2 separate regions of the Sus scrofa genome follow, and region 2 is linked to region 1. A link is a contact called in public promoter capture Hi-C data. All regions are on one chromosome and are shown on one strand. The core of a region is the stretch at or near the end of the contact, and the rest is flanking DNA. Distances in the headings are between cores, read along the strand shown.

The links. Promoter capture Hi-C pulls out the DNA fragments that hold promoters and counts their contacts.
Region 2: a contact with region 1 is called in a promoter capture Hi-C map of fetal liver, with 4 times the contacts expected there. The contact joins the promoter of LOC110261664 here to the promoter of LOC110261671 in region 1. A contact is called at or near these places in 2 of 5 promoter capture datasets (fetal liver and liver), 27 of 47 Hi-C or Micro-C datasets (adipocytes, adipose tissue, alveolar macrophages and 15 more) and 2 of 2 datasets of contacts at active chromatin or transcription factors (alveolar macrophages and skeletal muscle).

What each region holds. Positions count from the first base shown.
Region 1 is chr7:21,581,247-21,585,926 of Sscrofa11.1, forward strand. It overlaps LOC110261671 (histone H2B type 1-H-like), which reads right to left and starts at 1,276. Exons shown (of 2, transcript XM_021099844.1): 1 at 1,039-1,276; 2 at 797-1,036. The coding sequence starts at 1,228. The coding sequence ends at 849. It overlaps LOC100157763 (histone H2A type 1-H), which reads left to right and starts at 1,489. Exons shown (of 1, transcript XM_001928557.5): 1 at 1,489-2,306. The coding sequence starts at 1,541. The coding sequence ends at 1,927. It also overlaps the pseudogene LOC110255230.
Region 2 is chr7:21,629,127-21,633,902 of Sscrofa11.1, forward strand. LOC110261664 (histone H3.1) reads right to left here and starts at 3,341. Exons shown (of 1, transcript XM_021099837.1): 1 at 2,835-3,341. The coding sequence starts at 3,300. The coding sequence ends at 2,890. It overlaps LOC100622387 (histone H2A type 1), which reads right to left. Exons shown (of 1, transcript XM_003356570.4): 1 at 3,741-4,776. The coding sequence starts at 4,772. The coding sequence ends at 4,380.

The DNA.
Region 1 (4,680 bases), core at 26-2,525:
TCAGATCCAGAGCAGTGACAATGCTTGATCCTTAGCCAGCTGAGCCACCACAGAATTCTATGTATTTTCAACATAGCAAGGCCGAGGCAAGGCAGGGAAGGACTAGGGTAATGGTGATTCTAAGCGTCACGGTAAGGTGCTGTGTGACATCCAGAGCATCACCAAGCCCATTAGGTTCCTTGCCCGCAGCGATGGAGTCAAGAGCACCTGGTTCCCTCTAGATATCCACCAGGCGCTGAGATTTTTTTTAAGACACCGTGATCCTGACGGCGTTAACCTACTTAAATACGCCAAGCCGAAGACTGCCTGGCTATGGACTTTGTTCCCTGAAGCACCAGAGCCAAACCCTCTATGCCCTTAGCGGCGATTCCCCTGTATCTTATATTTCCGTCAACTTGTAAAGGCTCTTTTCACGAATACTTATTTGTCTCTTAAGGAGTTAGAAAGCTCTTCAGATCACATCTTGTAGCTGGATCACTTGTTCTTTAGTTCCTGCATTTTCACAGGGCATTGTGACCTGCTGCAAAATGATGAGGGGAAGGACTGCAGTGTACAAGTTTGTAGTACCTGTACACGTAGACAGCAGAAGTCGAAAATTATAGGCTTCCAGGTGCCACTTACAGAAGGTACTAAAAATCATTTGAATCTAGGGGACTCGAGTTCCTTCCCTGAACACCTGTCAGATAAACCGCAAGTTTGGGGCAAGTGTTATTTTCAATTACCACCCAGAGCCCTACGCACTTCACCCCGCCCCTCCAAGAGACAGACAAAGCACCACAGCTCTTTTTTGAAAAAGGTTAGGTGGCTCTGAAAAGAGCCTTTGGGTTTGACACTGCCTACGAACACATTTACTTGGAGCTGGTGTACTTGGTGACAGCCTTGGTGCCCTCGGACACGGCGTGCTTGGCCAACTCCCCGGGCAGCAGCAGGCGCACGGCCGTCTGGATCTCCCGGGACGTGATGGTCGAGCGCTTGTTGTAATGCGCCAGCCGCGAGGCCTCGCCCGCGATACGCTCAAAGATGTCGTTGACGAAGAGTTCATGATGCCCATGGCCTTGGACGAGATGCCGGTGTCGGGGTGGACCTGCTTCAGCACCTTGTACACGTACACCGAGTAGCTCTCCTTGCGGCTGCGCTTGCGCTTCTTGCCGTCCTTTTTCTGCGCCTTAGTCACGGCTTTCTTGGAGCCTTTTTTGGGGGCAGGAGCGGACTTAGCTGGATCAGGCATGATGAAGTCTGGCGTTCGATGTAAAATGAACAGCCGAAGGCCAGAGAGGCGCCTCTTTAAGGGCTAGGGTTTATGCAAATGAGGTGGAAACAAGCTTTCTGGCGATTGGCTGTTACTCTCCACTGACCTCACAGATCTGTTTTACCCAATCAAGGAACGCATCCTATCTAGTCGTGTTTCCATTGGTCAAAACGAAAGTGAAACGTTAGCCAATCGTACAGCTTCCTTTTCGCGCCCTGCAGTGGCTATAAACTGTGGTTTCGGGACCTCAGACTCAGTCATCTTTGACAACTGCTGTTCAGTCTCCCAGTTATGTCTGGACGAGGAAAGCAAGGGGGTAAAGCTCGCGCCAAGGCCAAAACCCGGTCCTCACGGGCTGGCCTTCAGTTTCCGGTGGGCCGAGTGCACCGCCTGCTTCGTAAAGGCAACTATGCTGAACGGGTCGGCGCAGGTGCTCCGGTGTACCTGGCGGCGGTGCTGGAGTATCTGACCGCAGAAATCCTAGAGCTGGCGGGCAACGCAGCTCGTGACAACAAGAAGACACGCATCATCCCGCGTCACCTACAGCTGGCCATCCGCAACGACGAGGAACTCAACAAGCTGCTGGGCAAAGTTACCATCGCTCAGGGCGGTGTCCTGCCCAACATCCAGGCCGTGCTGTTGCCCAAGAAGACCGAGAGCCACCACAAAGCCAAATAAGTACTCGGCATAAAAACAACAAAACAAAAGGCTCTTTTCAGAGCCACTTCTATCATCATAAAAAGGTGACACTTGCATTTCCAATTAGCTTACCTCTTGTATTTAGCAGCCCTTGTCAACAAAATGACATTTGTGTTAGACTAGTTCAAAGGCCAATGAATCTGCAAGATTCTAGACTGACTCATGATTTAATATTGAGATGTCAAGAGTATTCTAAACTTGGTTGAAACAACGACGGTATTGGATGCTGTTAAGCTCATTCTAAGAATAATGATGAAGACAGTTGTTATTTCAAGAAATGCAGGCACAAAGTAGTGCATTTGTTTTCAATAAATTCTTATGACACGTGTCATTCGTTAAAGATACAATGTTAATAAAACACCACTTATCCCAAAGAAAATCTAACAGGGAGAAACCAAAACAAGGTGCAATGTAGCAAGAGATAAGCACAGGAATATAAAGGGAGCATAGAGGGGTAAATTCTGAGGTAACAGCTTGTTTGAGGATTAAAGGAAATTGGGAAGTAGAGGAAACTGCAGAGATTGCAGCAGAGAATAGGCATCACCAAACTCATGGCTTGTAAGTGCAGGCAAATAACAAAGTTCAATATTGGCAAATAAGGCAGAGAGAGCTGTAGGACACTTCATTGCTAATGCTAGTGTGTGGTGTGTGTGTGTGTGTGGCTAATGACTTCCAAATCTTTATGTCCCCATCTCAGATTTATCTCAAATTCAGACATGCATATTCATCTACTTTCTAAAATTCTTGTAGCTCTCTGGGAAATTAAAAATATATGTCCCAGAGTTCCCTTTATAGCTCAGAGGATTAAGGACCGAGGTCTCTGAGGATGTGGATTCCATCCCTGGCCTCACTCAGTGGGCTAAGGATCCTGGCAACTTACATTCGCCACAGGTGTGACCATAAAAAGGAAAATAAATAAATAAATAAATAATAAATAAATATTCCAGACTATCATCACCACTGCTTTCCCAGTGATTCTTTTCTTGGCATCACCATCTATTCATTAGCATGAGCCAAAATGGCCTGGTGTCTGAATATTCATTTTTGTGAGCCATTACTATAGCCAAACTCTAAGTTCCTTGTATGAGATAATGGAAGCATGTTGAAATTCCAGAAAAGAGCTTAGGTAGAAGGATAAACATCAAAGTTCAGCACATGCAGGGTTTAGAGACATGAAATTTGTGTCGCCATAATTAGAAATGTCTACATAACTAGGACTATTCATTTCCTCAAATAAATCTTCATATAATGAGAATTAAAAATTACTTCAGACAAGTATTTTGACTCCATACATCCTGGAGAGGGTGCCTTATGCAACCAGCAGAAAGAGCCATCTCTGTCAAGGGTCCTTCCTGACTTTACAGCTCTTAGTTCCCCCAACCCAGAAGGCACTGATTGCACAGTCAAGAATACCAATCTGATTAGAAATTGGCCTTAGATGGGCCTAGAGGGAGAGGGGGTACTGTGTCTGACCTGTGTCTTCCTTTATATAGTAAGGCTGATTTCTGGGAGAAACATACTTTATTTTGCTGAACGTGTTGATCCAAATTATTTTAACTAGGTAAAAATCTTAGCATCACCCTAAATTACATGTGAAAATCATGTCCTACATTTCATGAGCCCACTCACAGAGAAGTAACGAGCATGGTGGTTTAATGGTTACTGTAATCTTAACTAAAAAAGGCGTTAGGAATATTAGGAGCATAAGGAAAGTCTTCCCACTTGTGTCTAATTTGAGATAGAGAGAACACAAACATGCCGGTTTGTCATGTAGTGCCATTTTGTTTTCTGTATTCAGGAGTACAGACAATGTACTTAATAAATTGGGGCAATACCCTGTAAAAACAACTCAGTTAAGAAAGGCACTTGTAAGGAATTTACTGCCAGACCCAATCCCTGCTGGAGAACTGTAAAGTGATTTGGTATTTAAAACACAAGTCAGCCACAGGTAAAACTTGTAGCAGTAAAAATCATCAGGGAAACAGTCCTTTTCCAGTGTGCATGTGGCCGGCTCTGAAGAGTCTTTAGAGGTGGGTGGGAGGCCTTCAGGCTCAGGCCCTCTCCCCGCGGATGCGGCGAGCCAGCTGGATGTCCTTGGGCATGATGGTGACGCGCTTGGCGTGGATGGCACACAGGTTGGTGTCCTCGAAGAGCCCCACCAGGTAGGCCTCGCACGCCTCCTGCAGCGCCATCACGGCCGAGCTCTGGAAGCGCAGGTCGGTCTTGAAGTCCTGCGCGATCTCGCGCACCAGCCGCTGGAACGGCAGCTTGCGGATCAGCAGCTCCGTGGACTTCTGGTAGCGCCGGATCTCGCGCAGGGCCACCGTGCCGGGCCAGTAGCGGTGCGGCTTCTTCACGCCGCCGGTGGCGGGCGCGCTCTCGCGGGCCGCCTTGGTGGCCAGCTGCTTGCGCGGCGCCTTGCCGCGGTGGACTTGCGAGCGGTCTGCTTGGTACGAGCCATGCCCGGAAGGTTCAGCAGGCTTAGGAGCGAAAAACCTAGCCATAGTATTTGTAGTAAGTATCAGAAGGTGATTGGGCAAAAGGAGACCAGAAGTACCCAACCGGTAACGGGACTGAATAGCACTCGAAATTTTATTTGTTGTTTCCTATATCCTCTAATTGTCTCAATCATCTATGACCTCGATAATTTTATTTCATTTTCCTATGAAGCTGTTTGCTCTGTAACAGCGATTTCCAGTAGAAGTAAATACAAGCTACACCATAGGAAATAT
Region 2 (4,776 bases), core at 2,091-4,590, 50 kb after region 1:
TTATTTTTCTGCAGCCATTGGAAGCTTATCCAGATCTCCTCTTTCCCTTTGAGGGTTTTTTGAAAGAGTTCCAAGCTGAGATCCACAGTCTTTGTCTCCCCAGTACTTGGCGATCTTTGGAAAATACAGACCTCTAGAGCTAGTTAGGTATTAATATATGCCTTGTCTAAACCCAGGGAGCCATTATCAACTTCACATATGAAAAGATATGTGACAATACTTTGGTAAATGTAGAGCTTTATATAATTGTTGTCATCAGTATTGTATCCACTCACCATAGAATTCAAAAAGAGGAGTTCTTGTTGTGGCACAGTGGGTTAAGAATCTGACTAGTATCCATGAGGATTGGGATCAATCCCTGCCTCGCTCACTGGGTTAAGGATCCAGTGTTGCAGCAAGCTGTGGTATAGGCCGCAGATGTGGCTCAGATCCTTGCTGTGATGTAGGCTTAGGTGGGCAGCTGAAGCTTTAATTCAACCCCTAGCCCAGGACTTCCATGTGCTGCAGCTGAGGCTGTAAAAAGACTAAATAAATAAATAAATAAATAAATAAATAAATAAATAAATTCAAAAAGAATCTGGGATGAAATGTGTAATGCAGGAGGTGGGAAGCACTCTGTGACTACCACTACCTGAGGCTATCTTGTGTTTAAAAGACAGCAAATTTAATAATAGCCAAATAAAAGATAGCAGATTAACAATACATTGATTCAACTAGAATTTAATAAGTGCCTGAGTCGGGCTTTTTTTGTATTCTAGAGATGCAACAGTGAACAGAACAAAAATCTTTGGCCTTATATATATGGTGAGAGAAAGGGGGCAAAATTTAACTTTTAAAACAGGTTCACACAAGGAGTTCCCTGGTGGCTCAGAGGGTTAAGGAGCCAGCCTTGCTATTGCGGTGGCTCTGGTTAGCTGTGGCATAGGTATGATCCCTGGCCTGGGAATTCCACATGCTGGGGGTATGGCTAAATAAATAAATAAATAAAACCAGTTTATGCGGAGTTGGAAGAATACTCTCCTGGAGTTAGGATTTCATAATTGGGAGTGTGTTGTCATGTAAGTGACAATAAGACAGGGAAGTCCACCAGTGGGGTGTGTGTGGAGGGTATTTCTGCCCCAAGTGAGCCCACTGTGGCTTCTACCTCTGGAAAGTCAGATGTTGATGGCATGCATGGTGCCTGTGGATTGCTTCTTGTGCATGTCTGCATCACGAGGCTCCTGAAAGCTGACAAATTAAAACCAGAGGCGTAATTTTTTAATTTTATAGTATCAAATCATGGAACAGGTGTGAAGGAGATTAAATAGTTCAAAGAGCTTTATCTTGTAAGGTTACCAGGTGCTGCTGTTAAACAGTGAGAAATGCAATTCTCGTGAGAACAAAAATGTTGTCTGAACACCCTGTTTTGTTTTCTTGGTAAACAGTTACACCTTCAGCCAGATCTGGCATTGATTTTCAGAGTTGTATAAAAGAAAATGAGTGTCAGTACATTTGAGGTCTTCCCAGTATCTTAGGATTCTAGGCAAAACATCATTGCCTTAATTAACCTAGATGTGCTCTGTCCCTCCTGGGATAATGGACAGTTCAAATCAATAACTGATTAAAACATGAATGGTGCCTATTTTTCCATGTGCTGGAAGATACATTGGAGAACAAAAGTGAACAAGAACTCAGCTCCCTGACTTTCTACATCCTAAATAGGGGAGAGACTTAATAATCTATGCTCTGAATCCCAGTTTACCTAGTTGGCCTAGTTCCTTTTCTGTTGACTGATTCCTTTTGTAATGGAGCGCTTTGGGGCTCCTGGGCACAAAAGCTTTTCCATGTCCCCCATTTCTTGTTTTTAGGAAATGGGCCTCATTCAGCCTCCCTGGCCTTCCTTTAATTCCAAGGGGGCAGGTTCAGACCATTGCTGATCAGGGAAGAAACGGGATGCAAAGACAAGGGAGCCAGTCAAGCAACAACAGCACAGCCTTGGTGGAGTCCTGGTTCCCTCTCAAGGGATACACATAACGCTGGAGGCATCTTATACACCTAAGAGAAAATTATATTCCTTATACTTCTTTTAGAAATGAAGACTTTAAAACTGAACAGCTTGGAGCCCTTCCTTGTGCTTCTCCCTCATTGTATTGCACCCTAAATACAATCACCTGTAAGCAAAGATTAGGTACCCTGAGCACAATTGCCTGTGGCTGAAGATTATTAGCACGTGATGTATTTCAGGAACTTTCCTAATTTGCTTTAATCCCTGATTAATATATGCCCTTTTTGCAAGTATTGCACCAGGATCTTGTCAAGATCTCCTGATGCCAGGTTCTGTTATGGTCACAAAGATTCCCCCAAAGAAAGTACACCTGTTTGCCCCAATCCTGATTCCTTTCTGAAACCCTGTTTTTCTCCTTAGAGTCTATAAAACCCTCAGCAATTCTTCCCCAAGGGAGGGCAGTCTTTAGGGCAATAGCTTGCTGTGGCCTTCTTTGCCTGGTAAAATCTTAAAAGCTATTTCTTCTTCACCCAAAACTTTCTCCGCCTTTCTACTTGGCACCGGTGAAGAGAGGCCAAACTTAGCAACACTTTGTGAAATCCTTAGCTCGATTTTTCAGGGTACAAGCAAACACTGTTGCCTTTAAATTTTCAAGACTTTTAAATTTTATCTTTGAATAGTAAAGGAATCATGGTATTATATTGCCTTGGCAAATACTTAGCCTAGTTTGAGTGACAAAAAACGGCGAATCTCGCGTTAGAAACCTTTCCTCACCCCATCCCCCATTTACTAAAGACCGAAGCAAGCGTAACAGCCACTCTCAGTGAGAACAGAAAGTGGCTCTTAAAAGAGCCTTTTGGGAGGGAGAAAGCGAATACGTCCAAGGCAAATTAGGAAGGACAACTTTACGCCCTCTCCCCGCGGATGCGGCGAGCCAGCTGGATGTCCTTGGGCATGATGGTGACGCGCTTGGCGTGGATGGCGCACAGGTTGGTGTCCTCGAAGAGCCCCACCAGGTAGGCCTCGCACGCCTCCTGCAGCGCCATCACGGCCGAGCTCTGGAAGCGCAGGTCCGTCTTGAAGTCCTGCGCGATCTCGCGCACCAGCCGCTGGAACGGCAGCTTGCGGATCAGCAGCTCCGTGGACTTCTGGTAGCGCCGGATCTCGCGCAGGGCCACCGTGCCGGGCCGGTAGCGGTGCGGCTTCTTCACGCCGCCGGTGGCGGGCGCGCTCTTGCGGGCCGCCTTGGTGGCCAGCTGCTTGCGCGGCGCCTTGCCGCCGGTGGACTTGCGAGCGGTCTGCTTGGTACGAGCCATAGAGAGAGATCTGACGCCGCGAAAGAAGCAATGGAGAACTGATGCCAGGACCAGACTTTATAGTCATGATCCAATCCTGATTGGTCAGAACTGTTGCAGGAGTAACCTGATTGGTTTTTGGTCCAATCTTCGTTTGGTTCTTACTGCCTCTAAAAAGGTTTTACTTTCCGTAATGTTTTTAACTTTCTATTTTTACAGTAAGGAATTATAGCTGTACTCTCCTGTCTGAGTTTACGGTTTTCGACCCAAACGTTAAGATTTCACCAGAGGAGAAAGGGAATTTGATCCACAATTTGTGGCGGTCAGCGCCTAAATTTTTATAAAAGAAATGCATTTTCAGTGGAGACCCCCCCCTTACAGATTGATATGGGAGAAAATTAGAGCAGAATAATGTATTCATCATTTTCTCTAAAAAGTAGTTCCATTTCACTACATCAAAATCTGTTTTTAATGAATGTACCAAATAATTCAAAGTAAAGTCAATATACACTCTCGCACCTGAACACAGAACTGGGCTACAGCGTTGTGTAGGGAAGGGAGGATACTTGATGTGGGCTTGACTAAATACTAGTGATTATCTCAACTCATTAATGGGTTGTGATGCAATTAAACGGCTGATTGGACTTTAACATGTAAATTGTGTACTTATCAGCAGGCCTGAGGGAAGAGAGGTTTACACTGACTAGTGATTAGGTGTTTTCCTATAAATGCTCTTTCGAAAAGAGCTTTTGAGTGTGGAGTTTTAGTTGGCCAATGGACCACTGGGTTCCAGTGAGACAAATTTTAAAAATGGTTTAGTACATTTGCTGGAGCAAGTAATCACCCCAAATGCGTCCCGGGGAGACAATAAAGGCGGGTGAGTTCATGGGTTTGCAATTGAGTAAACTTCAAACAGGCCTCTACCTTAAAAGTCAACACGTGCCTGGTCAGTTCCAAAGGAAAACTACGTTTTTTACATATTGTAAACTTAACCAGGTATTCGTGGCAGGTTTTACAAAAGTGCTCAGTTCTTCCACAGAAATGGTGGGCGGCTCTGAAAAGAGCCTTTGTTCTTTGAGGTTGAAGTATGAATTAAGGCCTTATTTGCCCTTGGCCTTGTGGTGGCTCTCGGTCTTCTTGGGCAGCAGCACCGCCTGGATGTTGGGCAGGACGCCGCCCTGAGCGATGGTGACTTTGCCCAGCAGCTTGTTGAGCTCCTCGTCGTTGCGGATGGCCAGCTGCAAGTGGCGCGGGATGATGCGCGTCTTCTTGTTATCGCGAGCCGCGTTGCCCGCCAGCTCCAGGATCTCGGCCGTCAGGTACTCCAGCACCGCCGCCAAGTACACCGGCGCCCCAGCTCCAACCCGCTCGGCATAGTTGCCCTTGCGGAGCAGGCGGTGCACTCGGCCCACCGGGAACTGGAGCCCGGCTCGCGAGGAGCGGGTCTTGGCCTTGGCGCGAGCTTTACCTCCTTGTTTCCCACGTCCGGACATGATG